Regions from separate parts of the Mus musculus genome. Here all the other regions are linked to region 2. A link is a contact called in public HiChIP or PLAC-seq, Micro-C and promoter capture Hi-C data. All regions are on one chromosome and are shown on one strand. Each heading gives the region's core, a stretch centred on a gene start, on an enhancer-like site or on the middle of the called end of the contact. The rest is flanking DNA. Distances are from core to core; before and after follow the strand shown. Region 1 has its middle 180 kb from the start of Gm24502. Region 2 holds the start of Srd5a3 (steroid 5 alpha-reductase 3). Region 3 holds the start of Kit (KIT proto-oncogene receptor tyrosine kinase). Region 4 holds the start of Srp72 (signal recognition particle 72). Region 5 has its middle 23 kb from the start of Mir7025.

Region 1 (2,700 bases), core at 199-2,698, 760 kb before region 2:
GTATCATGCCCCATGGGCTATGTAAATATCTCAACTAAGCCAATTAGGCTCTTAATCCAGACCCCTCTTTATGCTGGAAACTTTCTCTCTGTGTGTGTGTGTGTGTGTGTGTGTGTGTGTGTGTGTGTGTGTGTGTGTGTTGGGGGAGAGGGCTTCTGTGTTTGTCTTGAGGATTGCATTTCTCCCCTCACTCCAGTGGACAGTAGGCTGTCTGTCCTCCCCCTCCCCCATAGGAATGGATTGTAGGGTTTTATAATATTTCTTACATATTTTTAAATGCTTTTTTGCTTGTGCTTCTAATCTGCGTAGAATGTGTCTGGTTATAGTGTATAGACTGTGCCTGTTATTTTTCTCCTATAGAGCTTGTTATGACATTTATTTGAAGTATAATAGGCTGCAGCCCCAAAGCTTGAATTTGTAATGCCCTTTTGCCTAGACAGTATCAATTTATCTCAGCAGAATCGTTGAGATATATACAAAGTCAGGCCTTATGTTCCCATTGCACAAATGCAGAAATGGGGCACTATGGTTTGGATAAGTGTCAATCAAAGGTCCTGTGTGACAAATTTGGTCCCCAGACCATGCACTATAAGGAGGAGATGGAATCTTTAGGGGGTGGGGTCATTATAGATTTTTACTTGAAAGGGACTTTGAGTCTTGGGTCCCTGCTTTCCTAGTTATCAAAGGTTCAGCACCTCCTCTGTCATGTACAAAACTGACTGGAAACAAACCTTTCTGAATCCTTTCGGTTGGGTTACCTTGAATAATTTGTAACAGTAACAGAAAGCTAGCACAGAGGAGAACTCTGGGAAGGGCAGAACAGGGCAGGGCAAGGATGGTTGAGTAGACATGTTCTGAATTAAGCACCAACATTCATAGTTACGCTGAAGCTGAGCAACATTCATAGTTACACTGAAGCTGCGATACTCCTTAGAGTCTACCATGCTTTCTTACTTATAACATCTAAGATGCTATGGAGAAACTCTGTGGTGAGTCAGCATTGCATCTGTGACTTAAGTCTTGGGATGTTTCATCAAAACCTTGTCACTGGTAGTCTTACCTCCTAGCTTTCAGAGTCTCTGACAGAGCTCAGCAACTCACTCTTTGTATAGAAAACTCTCCTGTGTAGAGCTTTCATTTCCACCCCTCAGAGGCTGTTCTTCTCCTCCCATCAGACTTCATCCTCCTAGGGATGAGAGATCTGCACACTGGAGGGTGGTAGTGATGGTGCTTCTGTTTGGTCTTTTCTTGGATTTTATGGCCTTCATTTCCCTCCAAGCTGTGTGGAATTGAAGAAAATACAGTTGGCCTGAACCCTGGAGCCATCTGTTCAACCTGTTTAAGATATTGGTGGTTGACTGTTTACTAAATAGACTTCCCTGAGTGACAGCCCAAAGGCTGGGGCCCTGGCCCTGGTTAATCATTACACAGTTAACAAACAGTTGGGGCCCTTGCTGGCGTTGTTATCATTGCGTTCAGACGCGCTGTTCTGTACCCTGCCATCAGCTACAGAACAAAAGAGGGACTGGGTGGCGTGTTTACCATAAGGATTTCCAGCAGGCTGAGCTCGACACACCCAAGCAGCACTAGGCATGTCCACAGTACGGTAGATGTGACATGTGTGATTTTATTGTTGACTTTCTCTTTGCCAGCACACGTGGGGGTCTAACGTTGGCTGGGAAGCGGGGCTCCAGGGTGGAGCAAAGGTTTAATGTTGTTGACGGTTTAATGCCCGAGAGCCATTGCTTTAGTGATCCCTCTCCCTGGAGACTTTTGCCCTTTTCCTAATCCTTTGCATAAACACTGCCTTGAAAACAGCTTATGAGGCAGCAGCACAGGCATGTGAAACTGTTGGTAAACAGTCATTGTGAATAATATTTACTCATAGTAGGATCCGGAGTCTCCCTTTCTCTTTGATGGGCTTTGCCAGCTGATACGGAGCTCTGGAAAGCCCCACAAACAACTGAGCCCCCCCCTCTGCCTGCTTCTTGGGGCAGATCAGAGTTCATGACAGAAATGGCAATTTAGCCTTGAGGATGGAAATGAAACATCTCTCAACATTCCTGCATACCAAGCGGCAATCTCGACTTGATGAAAGGATCTAAAAATAGGAAAATACTCATGAAGCCAGAAAGTTGGACACAGACAGGGTGAGCCATAGTGAGGAGCGGGGAGAAAAATGGCTTTGGAGGTGAACGTCCACCAGATCCTGGGGAGGCACTAGTCACTCTCCTTCACCCACGGACTTGGTTTTCTTCCTGTCCTCAAATAAACTAAGAAGCAAAACTTGGTTACTGTGATGATTTGTGTATGTTTGGCCCAGCCAGTGGCACTAGTAGAAGGTGTGGCCCTGTAAGAGTAGGTGTGTCACTGTGAGTGTGGGCTTTAAGACCCTCATCCTAGCTGCCTGGAAGCCAGTATTCTGCTAGCAGCCTTCAGATGAAGATGCAGACCTCTCAGCTCTGCCTGCACCATGCCTGCCTGGATGCTGCCATGTTCCTCCCTTAATGATAATGGACTGAACCTCTGAACCTGTAAGCCAGCCCCAATGAAATGTTGTCCTTCTGAGAGTTGCCTTGGTCATAGTGTCTGTTCACAGTGGCAAAACCCCTAACTAAGACAGTAAAAGAACAGGGTTTTCTTTATAGTTTGGTCAAACTGGGGAAAAAAAGACCTTATTTCTTCCCCCATGGTGTCTAT
Region 2 (2,700 bases), core at 87-2,586:
TTGACACAGGCCAGAGTTATATAACTGAGGAGAGGAAGCTTAACTATATTATTAATGATTATTGACATGGATGGGCCAGTCACACATACACACACACATACAATCTATAAATAAAAGTATTCTTTTTTTCCCCCACTCTGTAATCTTTTCTTTTTTTTTTTTAAGAGAGAAAATGGGAGTGTACCATAATTTGGCTAAACGCATCAAGGCAGATTTAGGGGTGTAGTCATTTTTCTGTTGAAAGCAAGGCTGTGATAAAGACTTGTATTATAGGGGTACACAATTGGATCCCATTTGCTTCCTCCTTTCTGAGTAGCCTGCATTACTCAAGGACCCGATAGCCTGAAATACCACTAAGCAGCTGTCAACAGGGAACCAGGCCTTCATCTAACACGTGATGGTGTTTTCCACTGATGCCTGAAAGACAGCATCTGAGCCAGATCCGTGGAGGGAGGTTTTTGGAGATTTGCTGTCTCATACCTTGCCTTCCCCCTCACCCCCACTGCCCCATGGACTCGAGCCAATGAGTGCATAAAGGTCTTCCAAATCTTTTCATTCCTAGCCATAAAGGCAGCAGACACAGCTAGTTAAACACTTTGTCCATGGAGCAGATGGGTGAAAAACGTAGGTCCATTGAGGGCATTACTCTGCTTTTCCACTCCAAAATCCAGAGTTTGCCGGAGCAGCTCCAGCCTACAGTTGACAAAGTGTAGAATTCCCTCACCGAGGTCTTTCCAGAGGTCATCCCTGAATTTACAGCGATCCCCATCTGGAGTATGCTAATGAATCTGGTGCTTCTGGTAGACCAGCGTGGTATTAAGATCCTTCGCATCTTGACTCCTGGGGGCCCCCTCTAGGGACCCAGCCAAGAATTCAGCCTGTACTTCAACCAAAATTTCTCTTCACACTTTTTCGCAGCAGTAATCCCGCAGTCAAAGTTTATAGAAACTTACACAGGCTGGTGAGAACCTGACCTCTAGAATAGGATCCCCGAAGCGCCACATGGTGGAAGGAGAGAACCAATTCCCCCCAAGCTGTCTTGGGCTCCCACCCACACCTCTTGGCATAGCTCCACTCCACTTAATAAATAGGTGTAACGTATCTCTACAAGACTTGGACTGTAGCACGTGGTCTCGCATGCTCCTGCAGAACTTCAAGTTGGAGTTGCATCTCGGAATTAGATTAGAGGCAGTACAAGTCTAAAGCGCAGCCTGCTCAAACCAGGTGAGCAGGAGCACAACCCAGCTCCTGAGCGCCTAGCCAGGGGCGGGGCCGCGCGTCCCGCCCAGGAGCCGCGTCACCGCCAAGCGCGCCGCCGAGGCGGGAGGGAGGGAGGGGGTGAGAGAAGGAGGGCGGCGCGGCGGCGCGCATCTGTAGCCGGCTCCCGGGCTATGGCTGGGTGGGCCGGGTTTGAGCTCTCGGCCCTGAACCCCCTGCGGACGCTGTGGCTGGCGCTGGCCGCCGCCTTCCTGTTCGCGCTGCTGCTGCAGCTGGCGCCCGCCAGGCTGCTGCCGAGCTGCGCGCTCTTCCAGGACCTGCTCCGCTACGGGAAGACCAAGCAGTCCGGCTCGCGGCGCCCCGCCGTCTGCAGGGCCTTCGATGTCCCCAAGAGGTAACGTCGGTGGCGGGGCGCGCCCGGCAGGGGGCAACAGAGGCGGCGCAGGCACGTGAGCCAGGGGCTGTCCCCGAGCCGTCCCCGGAAATGACAGAGCATCTCAAGTTGGCCCGGCCCCCAGGGAGCCGCCCTGACTTCTTTACCCCCAGTTTTCCGCTTCCCCTCCCCAGAACTTGAGGTCGTGGAAATTCATGGACTTGGAGGCAAGTTCTTCCTCGATTTCCGCAGTTCTCAGCCCGATCTGTCACAGTCAAGAAAGAAGTCCAGAGTGTGCTCCCCTGGGGCTGTGCAGACATCACTAACCTGCATCTCCACAGGTGCTCTGGCAAACTAGCCCAGTATGCCCTGCCCCAACCCATCCCGGAAGGCTCAGTAACCAAGTTGTGAAATACTAAAATCTTCCGGGGTACATATGGACTCCGCTGAGAATATGTGAGACCCGCCACATGGCTTTCCTTTCCTTTTCTTTCTTTCTTTCTTTTTTTTTTTTTTTTAACTCCACGATGAATTCAGTATGTAGATGGAGAAGTCATCTTAACACAGTATTCTAGATAATAAAGCTGTGTCATTTTTTTTTATGAAATTCATCACGCATTTGCATTTAGAATTGAATTGGAAGGAATGTGATGGGTTCTGACGGATTCATCTAGATTGCTTTAGAAATCTGTAGCCGTTGCCCACCTCTGCAGATGGCGGTGGGGCTATCAACTGGCCCCAGCTATGTCCTGACTGTTGGAGGGGGTCTTTCAGGGGGTTAGTGTGAGAGCAGAGTACCATGTCATTGTGAAGAATGAATGGTAAAGAGATTAAGACCCGGAAGAACTCTTCCTTAGAGGCCCAATTTTAAGACCATCCTACCGTCCTCTTATCCTCGGGTTTGATTGGCCTATATCCCTTATGCTATATAGCAATTTATTTTCTGACTTTTGAGAGAGGTTCTAGTGTCCCCAGAGTTCAAAGCACACTTAAAAATCACTTATACTCAGTCTCTCTGGATGGGACTCCTCAGCTGCTACACTCAAGTCTGCCTTTGTGTGACAGCCAAGAAAGAGGTGGGCCTTCCCTGTATTCATCCCGGTAACACT
Region 3 (2,700 bases), core at 30-2,529, 570 kb before region 2:
ATTGTCTTAAGAGAATTACTTTAGGAGTTGGAGAGTTGGGTCAATTAGTTAAGAACAAGAAAGTTGGCGCATGACTTTAATCCCAGCACTTGGGAGGCAGAGGCAGGCGAATTTCTGAGTTCGAGGCAGCCTGGTCTACAAAGTGAGTTCCAGGACAGCCAGTAACCCTGTCTCGAAACAAACAAACAAACAAACAAAGAAACAAACAAAGAACAAGAGTAGTTGGGCTCCAGGCACCCACAAGATGATACACAAGCATCCGTAACTCTAGTTTCAGGAGATCTGACATCCTTCTGACCTCCCTGGGCACTAGTCACACACGTGGCACACACACATATTCATGTAAGTAAAACACTCATACACATTAAAAAAAAACTTTAAAAGGAAATTATTTTGCTTTTATCTTGCTCCTAAGGCAGACCACAGTCGGATCGAGTTGGGGAAAGGGGGACTCAGAGGGGATGGGGCGGGGGGGGGGTGTTGAGGGTGAGATTAAAAAAATAATTAACACAAGAGAAAAGGCACCCAAATGCAAATAGGTTTTAAAAACCGAGTTTCAAAGCTAACTCCTTCACAGGATGCCTCTGTAGTCCACTGGCCCAGTTTCCACAAGTCTCAGCAGGAGCTTGGCTGGGTGGAGGTCCACGCTGGCCAATAGAAATCAGCTGTATTCTTACAGGTTTCGCAGCAGGTGGAGAAACTGAGCATGAAAAATTACTTAAACGTGGGCTCGGTCTTTTACTGAGGTCAGGGGTGCCACGATCCGTCCTCCTCTACCAACAGGAACAGAAATAAATGTTGGGGACCCAGTTTCCTAATCCCTTCGCCCGGCAATCCCGACTAGTAACACCTCCACCATAAGCCGAATATATTCTCCCCGCTCCGGAGCTTGCTGGAGGGACCGGTGGTTGTCCTTTATTGTCTAGGGAGCACCTGCCAGGTGGCTGGCCCGTACCTAATGCGCTCGTGGCGCTGGGCTTCACAAAGCGCGGGCAGCACCTGCGTGGCCAGCCAGCCGCCTGGACTGAAGGACCACCGATGGAGGGAGAGTGCTAGGAGGAAGAGGATCCAGGGTGGAGGGCCTGTGGGGGCTCCTGGTCTTAGAGGGCACAGCGCCCCCGGGATCAGCTTATTGCAGCCCGAGAGCCCCGGGCACTAGGCAGCGGGAGGGAGTGCGACCCGGGCGGGAGAAGGGAGGGGCGTGGCCACGAGCTGGGAGGAGGGCTGGAGGAGGGGCTGTCGCGCGCCGCTAGTGGCTCTGGGGGCTCGGCTTTGCCGCGCTCGGTGCACTTGGGCGAGAGCTGTAGCAGAGAGAGGAGCTCAGAGTCTAGCGCAGCCACCGCGATGAGAGGCGCTCGCGGCGCCTGGGATCTGCTCTGCGTCCTGTTGGTCCTGCTCCGTGGCCAGACAGGTGGGAAAGAGCGGCAGACAAGAGGACTGCACCCTCTGTGGGCGCAGCCCGGGTCCGGGAGGGGTGCCACCTGGGTGCGTCCGGAGTGGTAGCTGTTGGCTTTTCCCATGCCTACCACCTCGAAGGTGGTAGGCGGCCGCGGGACTCTGGTGGCCCGCCTCGCTCACCTGAGCTGAGAGACCTCAGCCCGGGTGGTGGAGACCCGGGGCCGAGGGTCTTCTGGGAACCCAGGCAGCGAGCTGCAGGCTGCGGGCGAGTTTGGTGATGCTTTTGTGCCGACTGCGCGCGGGTGGCAGGGGCGGGCGGCCTCGGGCTTCGCACCGAGAGCGTCCTCTCTCCGAGCGAGGTGCGGCCACGGCTTCCTTTTTGTTAAAAGTTGCGCGTGGGTGACCGACGCCTGGGACAACCAGCCCACGGGTCCCGGACACACGCCGGGCAAAGTTGGAGAGCCTTTTCTTGCGGCCGCTGCTTCCCCACCTCGGGCGCTCTTTGTGCACAGTGCTGGGGACGCAACTGCAGCCGCTCTCATCGTGCGCGGCGCCACCCGAGGAGACGAATCTCGGGCTTGCTTGCCCCCACCCAACTCCGTTTTTTGCACGGGGAGCACGCGGCGTGAGGCTCTGGGGCGGGACCCCACGAGCCTGTAGGTGGCGGCTATGGGGACAACTTGAGCCGGGCGTGTGGCGAGCAGCCGCTAGGTTGCAGACTTTTTCCTTTTGTAAATCTCGTGCTAGGGGCTCGCCCCTCTCTGCAGCCGCACGGTGTTCGTTGCTGCCACGCGCCAGGGAGCTGCTGTAGCCTACGTTGGTCGCCAGCTTCTGGGAATCAGGGACTGCGTGCGGGGACGCAGCTGTTCTTGCCACCTCGTGCGCGCTGGACCAGGACCGAGTCAGTTCTCCCCAGCTTTGGAAACCTCTGGTTTCAGTGTATGCGACTTGTAATCGCAGGTGGCCGTTTTTTTTTTTTTTTTTTTTTTTTGGAGGGGAATCCCGAGATCCAGAAACCCTCTCCCACGTGATAGCCATACTCAGGGCTGCCTGGGGAGGCTAGGGGGTGGGGGAGAAGGGGTAAGCTTTCTGCAAATAGCATTTGTTTCTTCAAGCTGTTGGGAAAATCTTGTTACCTTTTGCAGGGTAACTTGGGTCTCAAGATCTTAAGGTTCCGGAGCTCCTCAGCCCTGCCCCTTTTTTTGCCAGGTGTCGCTGGTGCACTGCCCGTGCAGGTTGCCTGCTTAGTCCTGAAGCCCTGCTCCCTCCTAGGTCATTTTCAAAACAAAAACCAGAAACCCT
Region 4 (2,700 bases), core at 144-2,643, 830 kb after region 2:
CTACTTTCATAACTAAATTTGCTATTGCTATGAATAGTAATTTAAATATCTAATTTGTAACCCCCCTGGCGGGGTCACAGCTGTAGGAGATGGTGCCTAGCGTGAGTGTACTTTTTAAAAACTTGACATTTTGTCTGTGGCTTCTCCAGCTTCTTCCTTCCCAGTAACCATTAGGTGAGCGGCTTAGGGCCACTACGACATGATTTCCATCATGATGAAGCACCTCACTGAGGTTCCAAAGCAACAAAGCCAACCTACTGTGGCTGAAATCTATGAAATCATGACCCAAAAGAAACTCTTTTAAGTTCAGTCTGATGTATCATACTGACCACACATATGACAATCAGCTAGCGTTTCAGCACTTGACTCAGGCAAGAAACAGGAAGTAGATAGGTGGTTTAAAACCTAAGTAGCAACATTAAGAGAACATTAGGTTGAGTCTAGGGGAAGTGAAGGAAGGTTTGGTTCAGGTCTCCCAGGTAGTAAGCAAAGTAAATAAGGTCTCTGGTCTTAGGACTATAGGTCGTTCAAAGAGAGGGGACTTAAGGATCAATACTCAGGAATAGAGAGCCTTGTAGATGGTGTAATCTTGTAGAGGGTGTAGCTGAATGCTAAGACCACTTACATAGTATGCACGGGTCTTCTCCACAAGGAAGTCGAGCCTTGGAAGCAGAATGTGTACTGGCTAGGCTGCAAGAACAGGTTTCCTTAAAGTACATTAAGGAAGGCCTCCAGGACGTAGTTTATTGTATGACATCTACCTAAGTCAATATACTCACCTCAGAACCTGGTCCTTCTCATCTCCTCGGGCTTCCAGCCCACACTGCTCCTGAAACTAGATCTCAAAGGGAGGTTAAACAGTGCCGTTCACTGTATTTTTGTCAGTCCCAGACCTATCTTCACTTCTAGATTTAGTCCCAGGTTCTAATCACCGCTCGTGTCCTAAAATGGCAATCCCGAAGCACCCATGAGCAGCTGTGGCTCTACCTGCCGCCTTCAAGAGCCTCTCTACGGTTCCTTAAATTAGGTACCCCTCCTACCACCCGAAGAACCGGGAGTTTTCTCTCCCAAAGACTGTCGCCCGGCCACAGTCGGAGCACAGGGGTCTCCCCAGAATGCCGGCGGCTTGGGGCTAACAGTTTCGGCGAGCGCCTTCTGAATCTGACCCCTCCTACCTCCAGTCACCTTTGGATTAGGAGTAAGGGCGTCAGGCAAACAAATGTCTTGCCGCAAGACAGAAAAAATTAAAAACCGATTTCTGACGCTAGCTCTGGGACAGACCAGCTCGCGACTCCCGGCCGCCTAGCAACCATCAACTTCCTCCTTCGCCGAGCCAACTTCGAGATCCTCTTCCGGGGCAGAGGTCGCCCTGCTCCTCCCACCCCCCTCCCCCACCTCACCCCCACCTCCTCCAAGATGGCGAGCGGCGGCAGTGGTGGGGTGTCAGTCCCTGCGCTGTGGAGTGAGGTGAACCGTTATGGGCAGAACAGCGACTTCACGCGTGCCCTCAAGACTGTCAACAAGAGTAAGTGTCCCGGCGGCCCGGGTTGTCGGGAGGAGGACATCTCCTGGGTCGAGCGTGCGACCCCTCGGCACAGCGCGGAGGGGGATCGCTGCGTCCTCAGGCTCGGCCCCAAGCCCGGGGGCGGGTCGCTGTCCCACGGCCACCGGCGGCCCGAGCTCGGTCGCTTAAGGCCACGTGTACTTCCCTCTGTCCCCGCGAGACCGGGCGCGAGGGGGAGGGGGGACTTAAAGAGACCATGGCGTCCGGAACCGCTTCCCAAAATGTTTTTCGTGTCGTCTCCGCGGCGGGATTTTGCAAAGATGTCAGATTGACTTTTCTTCGTTCATCTTGAGTGAAGGGATCAGGACAGTGTCATGGAGGAAACTTGTTGACTGGGGCTGGGGCCGGGGAAGGAAACCTGTCTGGACACGTAGCATCCGCTCTGTTGCAGACAAGGTGGAAGCGTTGCAGATTGGAAAGGTGTGAATATCAAGTCGTTATTCATTTCCACGCACAAAGTCTTCCCCGTAGTGTTTAGCCAGAGAGTGAGTGAGTGAGCGTCCCAACATTTAAAATAACGTAAGGAAACTAACCTGCATTTTTAGCCCCCATAAGTTATAATTTCAAATTTTAGTTGCCTTCAGTATGAGATTCCATAAGTTGTTATTCATCACTATGTGCCTGTAATATGGCCGTGCTATATTTTGTACAGTAGATACACCTGTGTGTGTCAGGTTTGGTGATGTAACTATGAAACCCTTCAGCTGTACAAAGCCCCAGTTACATAAAGGCTATCACAGTAATATACACTTTAAACCTTCGGGTTCCTGAGTTCCTATAAAAGTAGTGACAGTGGCCACAGTGCATTAAGGAAGACAGCTACTAATTAGAATTGATGATTGCCAAACTTACTTGAATTCACTTTAGCCCTTCAGTGGGCCTACAACCAATATTTAGTATCGGTATAAAACTCTGTAGCACTTCTTTGATCAGCCAAGACTGTCCCTTCAGCCCTGTCTATTAATTTCTAGAAGTCCCTTCGACGACTCGTAAAGTGAGAATTGGATTCCTGTGGTTGACTAGGAGCGAGGGGAACCATGGTCCTAGTCATTTTGACACTTGACACGCTGTTGGCATAGAGCCGTGGCCGCCTGAGTTCTTTGTATTTCCCTTTGATCTCTTTATGGGAAAGGGAA
Region 5 (2,700 bases), core at 91-2,590, 940 kb before region 2:
GCCATCACCTGTGCTGTGCTTGAGCATCCTCTGTTACGTGCAGGCAGGTTTATGTGCTTCACATTCGACAGCCTCCTGGTATCTCATCAGATAAATTAGTGCAATTAATTAATGCAGATTATTCTCTTAATAATTGGAAAATAGGCCCCCTGTTTCAGAATAACTCCCAATTTCAGATAGCCAAATGACCTCAGAGTGAGACCGCCTACAGATCCAGGCCTGTATCCTTCAGCACAAGGCTGTTCATTGAGTATTGGCTCCACCTTGGTTCAGCCCAGGAAGGAGCTGGATTCCTGGGAATAATAACATGTCTGTCTGAACAGCAGCTACACAGTTCCGTCCTCTAACAGACAGTCCTGTCTAATTTATCTGCTCTAGTGTTTTCGTTTTTTTTTTTAATTAGGGGATTAAAAACTTCTAAAATGTACCATTTACACTTCTTTTGAGTCTTGCAATAAGCTTTTAAATATTCCTACCAAGGCAGGGAAGACATCTCATAGGTGTAGAAACGAAGGACCCCAAGACTAATGTAACGATAGCACTAGGATTAGCAATTCCAAATATATGAATTCCACTATTATTTGCATGATGAGCCAGAAAGAAAGCAAGAGATACTGAGAATATCAGCATGCAGAAGTAGCTTGCCTGGATCCTTTGATTTTTCAAAGACAAGTGATGGACAAGTTCAGCCTGGAGAAACTACTCTATGTGTTTGTAATCAGAGCCTTTCTTTTTCAGGCTGAAATACACCAGGTCTAATAATGGCCATTGTGATTTTAATAGTGGCGTGCTTCATGAAAAGCAACTCAGGAAAATGGCCTACCCTATGAGAATCCATCATAAGCCTGGCAATTTCCCTCAGGATAACAGCAACAGAAATGTTTCATTATCTTCAACTCCAAATACACATAAAGGCTAAATCCAACAGCATATAATGGTAGCAGTGTTTATAATAGAGACAATTGTTTCATCTCATAGGAAAATGTGTGTGAAAGTATATGTGTGTTCTTAATTAGCTGTCTATAGCATCCTGTCCCACCTGGAGACATGAGTAGCACCCACGTCCTAAAGTATAATGGCGATAACTTCCCAACTAAGTTCATATGCCAGTAATGGTCCATCATTCATACAAAGAGGAGGGAGACGTTGAGGACAGATGAGGGGAACATATTTGCTTCCCCTGCCCCAATTCTGGTTTATAGGCTAATTGGAATTTTTAAAAGCTTTGCCACATTAGCCCGGCAGATGGCATTTTGCTTCATCATTGTTCATGGGTATTAATGACTTCCCCCTGGAGCTTGTGCATCCTGTCTGTTTTGAATTTCATCACATTTCACACGAACTGCTCCAAACAGAATCAGAACCAGGCTTTTCTCTGCAGAGACTGGGCTGGAGATTGGTTTGGTCTATGTAAGTTGGAAGCCTGATCAGGATGAAGCTGAAATAAAAGGAGGCTTTTGTGGGCCTGGGCTTGGCTCTTCTGTCGTCTCACGCATGTTTTGTTTAGCTGGCTCTCCCAACGGGCTCCCGGTTGAATCAGGTGTATACAGAGCCACTTCCAGAGTGAATGCATCCTCATGAGTCTGGGATGATCACACCTCTTTTCTTCCTCCCTCAAAAGGCTGTGTTTGGTTTTCCCATGAGAGCACGGTGCTAGGCCAGCCACAGGAAGCCATTTTTAAAATTAATTCTCTCCAAGAATATTTATTATAGAACAGACTCCTCTTTGTGTAGTTGATCTCTAAAATGTGTAGGCCTAAATGAGGAAGCTTGCAGACTTTTTTCCAACCAGCTCATGATCCAAGGGGACCATTACATCACATAGAACAGCAGGATAGAACATCGCGGTTGGAGACCACACGCCTTGCTTGGAGTAATGAGAAGTGTAAGGTAGTGTAAGAACCCAGAGTGCTGCTCGCTGAGTGCTGTTCACTGAGTGCTGCTCGCTGAGTGCTGCTCGCTGAGTGCTGCTCGCTGAGTGCTGCTAGCTGAGTGCTGTTCACTGAGTGCACCCGATGAAGCTGAAGCTTTTCCGCATGTGGGGAATACACATAGGCAAGGGGCCGAGGGCTGGGAGCTGGCAGCTTTGTCTATTTCAGATGCTATCTTTGTTCTAGTTCCGGACAGTTCCAAGGCATCTGCATATCTCTTTCCACACTTATCCCTCCAGGTTTCAACTGTACTGAGCAGGGCATTGGTTTAGGCCCTGGGATTCAGCAATTATTACAGACGATAAAACCGCTGCATTGTGTCTATAGTGCCTCCCCCACAGCACAGGACAGCACTGTTAGAGTTACAAAGGCAGTGTCTCTCTCTGGGGGCAGAGGCTGTCAGGCTTGCTTGCAGCTTATTGTAGAGTCTAGAATTTCTCTTGTAAAAAAGGGATTTTTACGCTAGTGTGTGTGTGGTATGGTGTGTTTGGTGTGTGTGTGTGGTATGGTGTGTGTGTGTGTGTGTGTTGTGGTGTGTGTACATGTGTAGGTATGTGTAAGTGAGTATACTATGTACCTGCAGAGGTCAGAAGTCTTGGATCCACTGATGCTGAGGTTAGAGGCCATTGTGAGCTGCTGAGTGTGACTGGAGCTGAAGTCAAAGGTCATTTTGAGCCACTCAATTGAGTGTGGATGGAAATTGAACTTGGGTCCTCTGCAAGAGCAGAATACACTCTTAACTAATGAGCCATCTCTTTTGCCAAGACCT

What was found. Promoter capture Hi-C pulls out the DNA fragments that hold promoters and counts their contacts. Hi-C and Micro-C count contacts between places; a contact is called where the count stands out from the background. HiChIP or PLAC-seq counts read pairs in DNA pulled down with a chosen protein or histone mark.
Region 1: an H3K27ac HiChIP or PLAC-seq map of extraembryonic endoderm stem cells shows a contact between it and region 2, with 5 times the contacts expected there. The contact joins the enhancer-like site here to the promoter of Srd5a3 in region 2. A contact is called at or near these places in 4 of 39 promoter capture datasets (the 3T3-L1 cell line, embryonic stem cells, hippocampal neurons and 1 more), 1 of 484 Hi-C or Micro-C datasets (embryonic stem cells), 6 of 115 datasets of contacts at active chromatin or transcription factors (embryonic stem cells, extraembryonic endoderm stem cells, neural tube and 3 more) and 1 of 9 other capture datasets (embryonic stem cells).
Region 3: a contact with region 2 is called in a Micro-C map of embryonic stem cells, with 2.6 times the contacts expected there. The contact joins the promoter of Kit here to the promoter of Srd5a3 in region 2. A contact is called at or near these places in 6 of 39 promoter capture datasets (embryonic stem cells, hematopoietic stem and progenitor cells, hippocampal neurons and 2 more), 5 of 484 Hi-C or Micro-C datasets (the HPC-7 cell line, LSK cells, cerebellum and 2 more), 6 of 115 datasets of contacts at active chromatin or transcription factors (embryonic forebrain, embryonic hindbrain, embryonic stem cells and 3 more) and 1 of 9 other capture datasets (embryonic stem cells).
Region 4: an H3K4me3 HiChIP or PLAC-seq map of bone marrow-derived macrophages shows a contact between it and region 2, with 4 times the contacts expected there. The contact joins the promoter of Srp72 here to the promoter of Srd5a3 in region 2. A contact is called at or near these places in 2 of 39 promoter capture datasets (liver and pre-B cells), 1 of 115 datasets of contacts at active chromatin or transcription factors (bone marrow-derived macrophages) and 1 of 9 other capture datasets (adipose tissue).
Region 5: a promoter capture Hi-C map of hippocampal neurons shows a contact between it and region 2, with 6 times the contacts expected there. The contact joins the enhancer-like site here to the promoter of Srd5a3 in region 2. A contact is called at or near these places in 6 of 39 promoter capture datasets (the 3T3-L1 cell line, cranial neural crest, embryonic stem cells and 2 more), 15 of 484 Hi-C or Micro-C datasets (the HPC-7 cell line, LSK cells, cerebellar granule neurons and 7 more), 10 of 115 datasets of contacts at active chromatin or transcription factors (astrocytes, bone marrow-derived dendritic cells, craniofacial prominence and 6 more) and 3 of 9 other capture datasets (adipose tissue, embryonic stem cells and liver).

The regions. Positions count from the first base shown.
Region 1 is chr5:75,376,008-75,378,707 of GRCm38.p6, forward strand. No RefSeq gene overlaps it. Among named protein-coding and RNA genes, the nearest start is that of Gm24502, 180 kb to the right of the region's middle. Within about 2 kb of position 1,449, at least 71 of the 459 cell types and tissues checked have an H3K27ac peak or open chromatin away from gene starts, as enhancers often do. A contact at or near this core is called in extraembryonic endoderm stem cells and liver, where this site is marked.
Region 2 is chr5:76,138,937-76,141,636 of GRCm38.p6, forward strand. Srd5a3 (steroid 5 alpha-reductase 3) reads left to right here and starts at 1,337. Exons shown (of 6, transcript NM_020611.4): 1 at 1,337-1,612. The coding sequence starts at 1,392.
Region 3 is chr5:75,573,708-75,576,407 of GRCm38.p6, forward strand. Kit (KIT proto-oncogene receptor tyrosine kinase) reads left to right here and starts at 1,280. Exons shown (of 21, transcript NM_001122733.1): 1 at 1,280-1,411. The coding sequence starts at 1,345.
Region 4 is chr5:76,973,308-76,976,007 of GRCm38.p6, forward strand. It overlaps Srp72 (signal recognition particle 72), which reads left to right and starts at 1,394. Exons shown (of 19, transcript NM_025691.1): 1 at 1,394-1,525. The coding sequence starts at 1,417.
Region 5 is chr5:75,198,636-75,201,335 of GRCm38.p6, forward strand. No RefSeq gene overlaps it. Among named protein-coding and RNA genes, the nearest start is that of Mir7025, 23 kb to the left of the region's middle. Within about 2 kb of position 1,341, at least 9 of the 459 cell types and tissues checked have an H3K27ac peak or open chromatin away from gene starts, as enhancers often do. A contact at or near this core is called in the HPC-7 cell line and hippocampal neurons, where this site is marked.